Regions from separate parts of the Mus musculus genome. Here region 2 is linked to region 1. The links are chromatin contacts, called in public promoter capture Hi-C maps. All regions are on one chromosome and are shown on one strand. Each heading gives the region's core, a stretch centred on a gene start, on an enhancer-like site or on the middle of the called end of the contact. The rest is flanking DNA. Distances are from core to core; before and after follow the strand shown. Region 1 holds the start of Nars2 (asparaginyl-tRNA synthetase 2 (mitochondrial)(putative)). Region 2 holds the start of Capn5 (calpain 5).

The links. Promoter capture Hi-C pulls out the DNA fragments that hold promoters and counts their contacts.
Region 2: a promoter capture Hi-C map of pre-B cells shows a contact between it and region 1, with 5 times the contacts expected there. The contact joins the promoter of Capn5 here to the promoter of Nars2 in region 1. A contact is called at or near these places in 2 of 39 promoter capture datasets (erythroid cells and pre-B cells).

What each region holds. Positions count from the first base shown.
Region 1 is chr7:96,948,512-96,954,295 of GRCm38.p6, forward strand. It overlaps Nars2 (asparaginyl-tRNA synthetase 2 (mitochondrial)(putative)), which reads left to right and starts at 3,016. Exons shown (of 14, transcript NM_153591.4): 1 at 3,016-3,433. The coding sequence starts at 3,293.
Region 2 is chr7:98,177,002-98,182,605 of GRCm38.p6, forward strand. It overlaps Capn5 (calpain 5), which reads right to left and starts at 1,273. Exons shown (of 13, transcript NM_007602.4): 1 at 1,043-1,273. Gm16938 (predicted gene, 16938) reads left to right here and starts at 193. Exons shown (of 3, transcript NR_045972.1): 1 at 193-487; 2 at 2,324-2,409; 3 at 5,135-5,604.

The sequences.
Region 1 (5,784 bases), core at 1,766-4,265:
GGGGCAGAGCAAAGCAAACCAATGCTCAAGCTTCCACTGTCTGTGGGGTCATGTTTATATTCCTTCTGAACATCATGCATCCTTTCATGTGTTTGTTATAGTAAAACATACTGTCACTTGTGTCTGCTTCAGAAAAACATTTTTTCACACGTCTGCTTTAGCAAGGCATCCTTTCGCCTGTGTGACCCAACAAAACATCATTTGACATCACCGACTTTCCAAAGAAACTAGAAGTCTCCACTTACTCTGTTCACCTCAGATAGGGCACCATAAACAAAGCAAAGAGTCCACCCATATGAGGCTTAGTCAAGCAGTGAGACTATCCCCACACTAATACCCACCTCCTTCATCTCCACCTCTATGTGCGTATTTGAAAGTTCAAGTGACTTCCTGAGAGTTCCATCATGGGTCATACAGACAAGACTTAAGCAAGAACTTCTGATCACCAGGTTCATGGCTTTGTTCATTATGCTACTGAAGGAAAAAAAGATGGAGTTATGCTGAAATGGAATTTTGATGAACAGGAAGAAGAGAACCAACACATAAACTTTTGAAACACTAATACACAAGGCTTCCCTTGTGGTAAAAAGTGGAAAGTCTAAGTTTAACAATTGTCATCGAAGGTAACTGGGAACTGCCACAGCTTGCCAGAGGGCATATAAATTGGATCATCAACTCAGAAAACAATTTCCCAGGGCCTTGTGAAGTTCAAGATGAATATGCTTTAGGCTACAACACTGAAACAATCTTTTAAATGCATCCAGTATGAATACTTTTTAAAATCAAAGTCTTATCTAGTTTCATGAGACCCGAGCCTTCTTAATCTGGGGTATTCTTCTCAAGAAAGAGAATATATTATAAACATAAGTAGTTGTCAGCTTAGAACAGAAGAAAGAATTGTAAGAAGTTTCTGGTTTAAGTTAGCTAAAGTGTGTTGTGTAGAACCCTGTCAAAAATCTTCCCAGAGAGGCTACAGAGATGTCTCAGTTTTTAAGAGCACTGGATGCTCTTTAAGAGGACCTGGGTTCTATTCCAAGCACTCAAATGGCAGCTCATAACTGTCTATGACTCCAATTTCAGGAGATACAACATCCACTTTTGGTCTCTGTGGATACCAGGAACATATTCGGTACATAGATAGATACACATGCAGGCAAAACACCTATACAAGTAAAAAAAATTTTTTTTTTACTTAAAAAATAATCCTTCACAGAGTTTAGGGGTAACACTGACAGAATTCACTGCACAGATAAAAAAAATAGCAGAGAGTAACACCATAGACATTTCATTTCTGATTCTCACTCCAAGTCACTTCAGGAAACTTTGTGAATCAGAGAAAGTCTGGTAGCCAAGTCTTTATGTTGTAAGAGGAACAATTCATGGGTGTTTAATCACTAGGGTAACAAAATGAGTAAGAACATGGATGAAACAAGACTGTAAGTAACTTGGGGTATACGGCAAAAACTCTAAACTTCAGTTTCTTCTAAGCAAGAGTGACTGTGATGATGGAGTTAAGACGTGAGGAGTTCTTGGCAGGGAACAGCCACTCTGTGACACTCTACCTATCATTATGGCTGGCACGGTACAACATTCACGTTAGAAATGTCATTCCTGCTGCTATCGGGAAGGCGATGAATCTAAAGGCAGACGTGTGGATCCAAACACTGAAAGCAAATCAGAAGATAGAATTTAACACAGTAAAGGATAAACGGGAGCAGTTGGGTCTGAGCACAAAGCTTGCAGGCAGTGATCAGCTTTCACTACACACTTTAGATTACCCACTGCTAATTTCCCATTTTACCCACTGGGGTCCCTTTCCCTTGAGTTACTGAACAATGGTTCTCTGCTTAGTTTCCTAATTAACCCTTTGCCTTAAGTAGAGGAAGATAGTCTCCCTGAGACTTAGCAGAGCAAAGAGGAGGAAGAAAGATGAGACAGAAGAATTAACCTGAAGAGAAATTGAGCTTGCTGGTTGCTGGTTTCACTTTTTTTTTTGGGGGGGGTATCGAATATACTTTTATACTTTAAGATATAAGCTATCTCTACATATTTGGAAGGCTACAAGTTTTTGATTTTTCCTTTCTCAAGGTTCCAGAAGTGCCCCAAAGTATTTTTATTGGAGATATTTTCAAGTCTGTCCAGAGAAGAGTTTTACAATTCTTTCAGGCCATTTTCCTTCCCAGCAGATTTTCCTGTCCTCCTCTTACAGGAAAATTTCTGACATTCTCATCTGGAAAAATTCTAACCTTCCTCAAACTCAGCCTAATTATCTCTTTCTCTGGGTCGCCACTCCACTTACCACACACATATCTATGTGTGCTCTTGCTGGGTATAATGTGATGGTTTCTCTCGGTTTCTGTCTCACTGTCTCTTTGTCTGTCTCTGTGTCTCTATCTCTCCCTCTCTGTCTCTGTTCCCCAACCAACATCTTTTCATCATAAGCTCCTTGATGAACAGGACTATGTATGGTGTCTCATCGTGGCAACTTAATTAGTCCTTATTTTGACCTTTTCTTGTTTAACTAGATAAAAGCATTATCATGTGTCTCACTGAGTTACGAAAAAATATTTTTGTGTAAACTTAAAATGTAGCTGAATATATGCAAAGGCCATTTTTTTCTTTTCAAACAAATGCAAGTAAGAGAAAAGATTTGCCCATTCTGGCAGGCAAAGCTCCTTTTTAAGCAACGAATTGTTTGGCTACCACCCAACAGTGACTTCAGCAGGTACTACGTCTGGAGACTGACTTCCCAGAGCTCAGAACTCCTCTCCACCCCTAAGACTCTGCACAGACACTTGCCTTCTGCATCTGTCAATACTGCCCACAAGTATTCCTCAGTCTCCCTAGAGATGACCCAACAGTAGCTATTTCTGAGAAACCTGAGACAGCCCTTGCGCCTTAGCCCCGCCCACCTCAGCTCCTGCACCGCCCCTACCGGTGCGGCGCCTCACGAGCTCCCGGACACAATCACGCATGCTCAGACTCCACCCAGCGTGATGACGGAAGAGCGAGCACGGGGTGACGTAGCTCAGTTGCAACGTGCTTTAAGTCTGGGTCTGCACTCCGGTCCCATGTACGGTGTGACACTGACCGCTGTGTTCCGTGTAGTCGAACCTTCTGTGCTTTCGGGAGCGGGACGCGGAGGTGGGGTCCCGTGGGAACTGCTCGGGGCGCGGAGGGAAGAGCGACAGGAGCGCATGACGGCAGGACTGCGCGGCTGAAAAAGGCTGCTCTCGGGGACTGTGAGCCGGGACGTAGCCCGGCATCCCGTGGAACCCTGTCCGGTCTCGCCATGCTCGGGGCCCGGCGCCTGCTCGGCGCGCTGCGCCTCTGTTCCTCCGTTTCCTGCCCCAGGCCCCGCGCGTCTGCCAAAATGCGCGTGCGGGACGCCCTCAGGGTCCAGGACGCGAGAGGGGAGTGCGTAACGGTGCAGGTGGGTGTGTGGAAAGACTGCTGCCTGAGCTTGCTTGACTTGAGCTGTCTCCAGAGTCTACACTTCTGGGACCGCACTGTTATTTTTGCAAATCGTTCTGACGATCACAAGTGCAGCAGCTGAGTTTTCATGACACCTAGGGGTTTCTTGTAAACACTTTAATCATGCGGAAAAGTTGAAATGAACACTCCCTTATTTATTTATTTATTTATTTAGTTTTATAGTAATAACTTGGGATGCTTTGCCCTAGTTCCTTGAGAACAGAAATTCTGTCTTTCCTTTTTTCCTGTTCACCTGGCTGGCAGGAAATAGTGGTTCCAGGTGTGTCCAGCCTTTTGACATTGCAACATGAGGTCTCCACCTACCAAGTTCATACTTGAGTTACCGCCTCTACCCTCCAGTTAAAAAGTCTCAAAGTTTACGAGTCCGTGTTGGGCTGCATTCATAGCTATCCTCAGTTGCTCACTGCGGCTCATTGTACACAAGTTGGACACAGGAGAATCCATACCTTTTCAATTTCAGTCACTCAGGCTCCTGAGATTTCCATGTATTTAAACTAGGAGAAAGAGCAGAATGTTGTAGTTTGACAAGCTAAGGGCTGCAGTTGCCTTGGCTTAATTCGCTTGCCCTACTATGTAGCTTGTTACTTATAGGCATGTCACGACAGTGCCTCAGGCCCCAGTTTCTCTTATGAAAATGGAGATAATAGTCTATATTTTGGAGAGTTCTGAAAATTAAACGGGTTAATGAAGACAGGCTATTTAGAACAGAGGCCTCTCAGTCAGTGTTAGATGCTGTTATTTGTGACAGCTTTGAATAAATTCCTAAAAGCACAGAAAGAGTAAGACTGGTGCTTGGCTGTTTCCTCTTGAATTACTGAAATAAACTAATAGGTCTTACCCATATTCCTGATATCTGGCACTATGACCAAGCTGTTCTTCCTTGCATTTCTTTGGGTTTATTACTTGTTCCATGATCCCAATCAAAAGTTATCAAAACTGTTTGCTGTACTCTTTGTACCTTGATTTGTGTGATGAACAAAAGAAGAGTCAAAGATGAACTGAACCTACTACGGAGGTAACAGACCTTTTATTTGGGTGCTTAGTGGTATAATATGGAAACTGCTAGTCAACTTGTGGCTCTGAGCACCTGAGTGTGTTTCAACTGCATGGAGGTGTGTTGTAAGAGTAAAATATATAATAACTTTGAGGAGTAAGGAAATATAAAAATATAAATATATTCAAAAATAAAAATATGTTTATATTGTTTACATGTGAATGATATTCAGAGTATAATTGAATAGCATGTTATTCATTACCTATTTTTACTTTTAATGTAAGGACAAATCTTTTTAAAGATTAATTTTATCTTGTATTTGTGTATGTGTGTCTGCATGAGTTTATGACACATAGATAGGAATACCTATGGAGATCCGTAGGTGGTGTCAGATCCCTTGGAGCTGGAGTTACAAGGAGCTGTGCGCTTCCCCAGAAGGTACTAGGAACCAAATGTGGGTCCTCTGAAGGAGCAGAAAGTGCTGTTATCCTTGGAGCTAACTCTGTAAAACTCACATTATATTCCTGTTTAGCCCTAGTTTACAGCAACGTGGTGGTTATGAGTGGTACAAATAACGAGCTCTAAGAAAACAGGGAGTTCCTGAGCTGTGTGAAGCTCAAGAAGGTGTTACTTGCATATCAGGCTGTCTTGGAGGATGGTATCCCCAGGTAGGGTAACTGATGGACTGTACATAGCTGCAGGATGTGTTCCCAGGCAGGACGGGAAGGAAAGAGCATTCTAGCGAAGCTCGTTGATACTTCAGAATAGTAACTGTATTTGAGTTCCAAGTGTACTACCTGATAATTTTTTTCTACCTGGATTATCTTTTAAATTTTTTTCTAAGTGTCTGTTCTTTTCACAAATGCGCACAGCCACTTTGTTTAGCCCTTGTAAGGATTAAATAGCACAGTACTTAGAATTTAGGACAGAAGCACATAAGAAGTGCTCCATATGAACTTTCCAACAAATGAACATAAGAGTGGTGCTTTCGAAGTTACCGTTGACCGAGACTGAGCAACTGTGGGTGCCGTTGGGGGCTGGGTGCGATGAAGTGCCCTGTACAGGAGACTGAGTAGGTTACACTTCATGCTCTGCGGCCCCTCTGTAGTCACATAACCTTGGGTTCACACGTGAACACCAGTTCATCAGCACTGTATTTAACAGCCTGGAGCCACCGTTTACTTATTTGTAAGAGAGGTGTGATAATCATTAGGACTTTTATGAGATGGAAACAGTATGAGACAGTATATAAAGGAAGTAAGCTTTTATTTTTAACATGACACATGTCCAATAGG
Region 2 (5,604 bases), core at 23-2,522, 1.2 Mb after region 1:
TCTTCTTCACCTCCACCCAAAACACTAAGCCTGCAGCAAGGACCAGCAAGGATCCAGGGAGGCCTCAACCTCCCTTGCACAGCAGAGCTTCCCAGGAAGATCTCCCTGAACACTTAGCTGCCCTGGGCATTGGCTGAGTGTTCCACCCTCTGGCACAGAGGAGATCAAGGCTTGTGTCTTGGGATCCTGGGTGCCAGTTCTGGCTGGGTCACCTTAGAGAGAGGCTGCCTTCCCTTCTGCTGCTGGGGCTCATCTGTGTGAAGTCTGGGGCTGACTCTCACCACAGGAAAGACTGCCAGGGCAAATGAGCACCTGTTATTGCTCTTCAGCCCCACTCCACCCCTGGGCCCCCTTAGGGGGACCTTTCCTACACTCCCCACCCCCAATCCTGACAGCTGGAGATAGGATCAATCCTGAATTGTCTCCGAAAAAAGCCAGTTTCTGCCAGACCCGCCTTGCTCCCAGTGCCACACACCCAGCCCTGAAGGTAAGGAAGAGCCCCCCCCCCCACCCCCATTCAACTAGGGGATTGTGGCCAAGAAGGGGTGAAGGGTCATCTACCTGGGATCTTTGGTCTCATGGTCTCATGCCTACTCCAAACCATGGGATGTGGACATCTAGAAAGGTTAGAAGGTTTAATGGGTTGAGGAGCACAGGCGTGAGGACAGGAAAGGGGACCTGTAAGGAAGATTAGAGTCTAGCCCACCAGTGATAAGCACACCCCAGCACTTCTGCACTGGGAACGCGGCCTCAGAACACCCAGGTGGAGGTGAGGTTGATTTCTCACCCAGGGCTGCGGGTGGAGGTAGGGATGAGCTCAGGGGCCCCGGGCATATCTTTGGGGGGTGGGGTGGGGGTGGGGCTCCGCCTCCTAGGCCTGCAGGCCAGCGCTCAACTCCCAGCCCTGAATCCGCGGGATGTACAACCCCTGCTCGGATTCGTGCTCCCAAGGCACGCACTGGCCCGCGCTGCACCTGCACACACACCCAAACGCACACTAATGTGCGCTCGCACACGCCTCCCTCCGCGCAGCGCCTCCTACCTGCCGCGTCGCCGCAGCTGGAGCTGGACTCCCGGGATGCAGAGCACAGTGCGGGCACTGGAGCGGAGGCTAGACCAGCCCGCGCCACAGCCTGGGACTCTGCGGGGAGATGATACCCCGGCAGCCCGCAGGCGGGGGTTGGAACTTGGACCCCCGGGCTTCAGTCTGTCCCGCCCCTCCTCTCAGCCTCCTCCCATTGGAGGCCAGAGGCGTGGTCTCCCGGGGTGGGGCGGGGCGGGGAAAGGGAGGTTGTTGCGCATGCGAACTAGAGAGGCTGTGCCTCCCCCCCCCCACCCCCCTCCCTGAGGCCGCCCGATAGTGCTGGCTCGAAACTGAAAGGGTGGCCCTGACCCAACACTCCTTCAAACCCCACTCCAGTGCTGTCCGCGATAGGAGAGCATCCCGGGACGTTGGCTGCCTACCTCGCCATTGGCCTTGGAGGACCTGCGTGCCCCACTAAGTGCTGGCAGAGAATGTTGGCCGACTTGGGGTATGCATCTTAGCCGGGCTCAGACAGGGCCAAGGCAGGGCAGCTGAGAATGGGAAGACCCAATGAGATGAGAACCACTCCCTTTCCATTTGTATCCAAACACCCATTCCCAAGATTTTAGCTGGAGAAGAGGAATGTAGGCCCTGGTGAGGTGTCCAGAGGGCCCCAGTCAGTTAAGGGAAGCTGGCCCTATCCTGTCCAGACCTGTCCTGTCCTGGGCATTTATCTGCTCTGAGTGTAGACTAAAGCAGCAGGGCCCAGATTTTTGACCCTCTCTGACTGCCTTCAGAATGCCCTGGAATACACCAAGCCTTGGTTTCTTACTCTGTGAAGTGGAAACTGCAATCTCCTCAGGCCAGGCGGTTTGGGGGAATCCCAGGGAGATTTATAGATGACCAGGGCTGGCCAACAGTAGGCTGGGTCACTCTAAGGCCACAGAGACAAAGCTTGTCTGACCTGGTCATACTAGTCGCTCACAGGTCAGAAACTCAGGCCCACTCATCCCTCTAGTTTCCTGGTCTCTGTTAATGATTACCTCAACCTCAGTCATCCGGCCCTCTACCTCACCCCTGTCCCTGGCCACCTAAGTGTAGCTCCATCTGGTTACCTGACTGACCAAATAGTTTCCAACCATGTTGCTGTTCCCCCTACCCACCACCACCCACGCACAATGTTCCAAGACTACTAGGTTCCGCTCTCCATTTACCCTAGTCCTGGCCTATGGCCGCCGGCCTAGGGTTTTTACATTCTTTCCATCCCCACAGAAAAGCTCTTCTATTGCCTCCACACAGCCTCAGCGTGTCTCTGTCCAGAAGCCCTTGGTCCACAAAGCAGATCTGGATCAAGGGCTCACTCCACCAGTTACCGAGAAAGTTCTATATCCTTTAATGGTCTCAGTTTCCTTGTCTGTAAAATGGGCTTTCTAGGAGAAGCACATGGTGATTGTGGAGACAAAAAATGTCAAAAAGGTTCAGTCAAAGTCCTCAAGCAAGGTAGCAAGTAGCATTACCTCTGTCAGGGCACCTCTCAAATCTTCCGAGATAGAGCAGGGGTCATGTCTGGGAAAGTGTGTTCTTCAGCCCACAAAGCCATGGTATCCAGAGAATGCTCTGACTCTCTTCTATAGCTCTGAGTATGGAGCCAGGAGAGGGTACTATGTGTTGGTTTCATTCGTGGGCTCTGCCTTGACTCCTTAGCTGTGTGGCCTTGGACATGAGACCTGTACTGCAGAACTCAAAGCAGCACCCACACTGCAGTCGTGGGGTCTCATTGGCTTAACTCCTGGGAAGTCCTTATGGGGCCCTCTAGCTGTTACTGTCCTCTAGCCCAGCCTGCTCATTGTATAAAGATACAGTGTCTCCAGCAGCAGAGACACATACCCTGCATCATGATGTTTAGGCCCAGGTGCCTTAGAACCGGGCTTGGACTGGGAGGCCTGTCTCAGAGCCCATCTCTGGCAGCGTCCACCTTCCTGACAGATGAGGGAAGAAACCTAGAGAGACAGCGACCTGTCGAGGGCATCTGGACTTGATGGAGGAGCAGAGGCTCTGATCCTTGGGGAGCAGAAGATCAAGGCATGCCAGGAAGAGCTGGGCTGCCTACCTAACAAGGCTTTCTGGGGGGCGGATGATGCATCTTTGCCAATGTGTTGGCCTCAGGACCCTGCCAATTGGTTTTTATAAGCTTAGTCATCTAATGGTGCCATTAACGAGCCTGATGGCTAGGTGTTTTTCCATTAAATTCTCACAGTTATTAGCCCCACTTAGTCAATGGCAGACCTGAACCTCAGGGAGATGCCCCAGGTCACAAAATTAGTAAACAGCAGAACCGGGATCCAGACCTACCGAACTATGCTGGTTCTATCTATTTTGTGTTGGGCCTCTCCTTCTCCTCTCCTGGCTTTCAGGAAAAGGACATCACTGTAGGCCCCTTGATCTACTTAAAGTCCCTTGTAACTGGGGACTCATTCCTTCCAGGGATAGCCCCATCCCTTCTACTGGTCAGAATCAGAACCCGTTCTACCTAGCTCTGCAGAGCTCTATGCCTCTCACCAATGCCCAGAATCAGAATCTTCTCTGCTCAGGTCAGTAACACCATCATTACTGTTCCTGAGTAATAGTGTTACAGAGTTTCCCAGGTGAAATTCATAATGATCGGGTTTTCTTTTTTTTTTTTAAAGGTTTATTTATTTATTTATTACATGTAAGTACACTGTAGCTGTCTTCAGACCCTCCAGAAGAGGGAGTCAGATCTCATTACGGATGGTTGTGAGCCACCATGTGGTTGCTGGGATTTGAACTTCGGACCTTCGGAAGAGCAGTCGGGTGCTCTTACCCACTGAGCCATCTCACCAGCCCCCATGATCGGGTTTTCTTCCTTCCTTCCTTCCTTCCTTCCTTCCTTCCTTCCTTCCTTCCTTCCTTCCCTCCTTCCTTCCTTCCTTCCTTCCTTTATTTTCTTCCTCTTCTTCTCCTCCTCCTCCTTTTCCTTCTCTTCCTCCTTCCTTCCTTCCTTTCCTCCTACTCCTTCTCTCCCTCCTCCTCCTCTTCTTCTTTAATCATTTTGGCTGGCCATGGACTCCCAAGTTCAAATGTTTCCTCCATCTCAGCCTACTAAATGCTGGAACTATAGGTGTTGCTGTGTCTGAATGTGAACTGTGCCCACGTAGGCTCATGTGTTTAAACAGGTGGTGTCCATCAGATGGTGCTGTTTTGGAAGGTTGTAGAACTTTCAGGAGGTGAAGCCTCAAAGGAGGAAGTAAGTCATTTAAGGAAGGCCTTGAGATTTTACAACCCCACCCCTGTCCACTCTGTGCTTCTTAACTGTGGACTCAGTGTGGCTAGGAACCTTGTGTGTCCTTTCTCAATCTATAAGTCAAAACCTCCCTTTTCTAAATAGCAACTGTCATAGCAATGATAAAAGTCACTAATACAGAAAATTGGTATCATGAATGGGGTTTTTGTTATAATAAACCTGAGCAAGTCATTTGGAATTGCTTTGCAAGAGGAATGTGGGAGAACTTGGGGCTATGGACTATAGAACCTTCTTCTAGAAAGGTGTAGACAGAGCTCAAAGGGACATTGTGAGGGAGTCTAGAGGATGAGAACGCCAAGGGTAATGCATACCACAGGACTAAGTTGTTCAATAGGGCAACTTCCAAGACAGGATCTAATAGTAACCAGGCTCTGTCATGGCTGCTGCTCACTGCTCTTGTCAGGCCTACAGTGAGAGGAGGAACAGAGGAGCAGAGAGATATGAAAATGTGTAGTTTGGTGGTGGGAAGGAGGGAGCTTAAAGTTGCAGGCAAGACCAGTGCAAGAGCAGTTGTTATTGAAAGGAGTATCCCCATCAAAGAGAGAATCTAGTACTGTGCCTTGGGATGATTTAAAAAGAAGATTCTCAGAAGGCAAGACCTTGCCCATCAGAAGAGCCATCCTATGGAAATGCAAATTCCTTTCCAAAGAGAGAACCTGAGCTGAGAACGTTGGAGAAGGGGTTTTTAGTTTGCTTCCTTGTTGCTCCGATAAAAACCAAAGCCAAAGGCAGCTTGGAGGGTATAGTAGCTATTCCTGGTTATCAACTTGACTATATTTGGAATGAACTACAACCAGAATTGGAAGGCTCACCAGTGACCCTTATCTGGAGGCTTGGAGATAGAAGTTTCTGATCTGGATCTTGGTATGGAGATCTTCAGGCATAGTGGCTATGGATTCCAGAAGATTAAATCTCCGAGTTCAAGGTCATCCAGGATTAAGGGTGTGGTGGAACACACCTTCAATCTGGCTACACCTTCTGCTGGAGACAATATAAGGACATTGGAAGACAGGAGTCTTGCTCTTGCTCCTTCGCCTGCTTGCTGTGTGAGACTGAGTGAGTAACTGCTAGATCCTTGGACTTCCATTCACAGCTACTACTGAACCATTGTTGGGAATTGGGCTGCAGACTGTAAGTCATCAATAAATTCCTTTACTATATAGAGACTATCCATAAGTTCTGTGACTCTAGAGAATCCTGACTAATACAGAGGGGAAAGGGTTTATTTCGTCTTATGCTTTCAGGCCGTAATTCATCA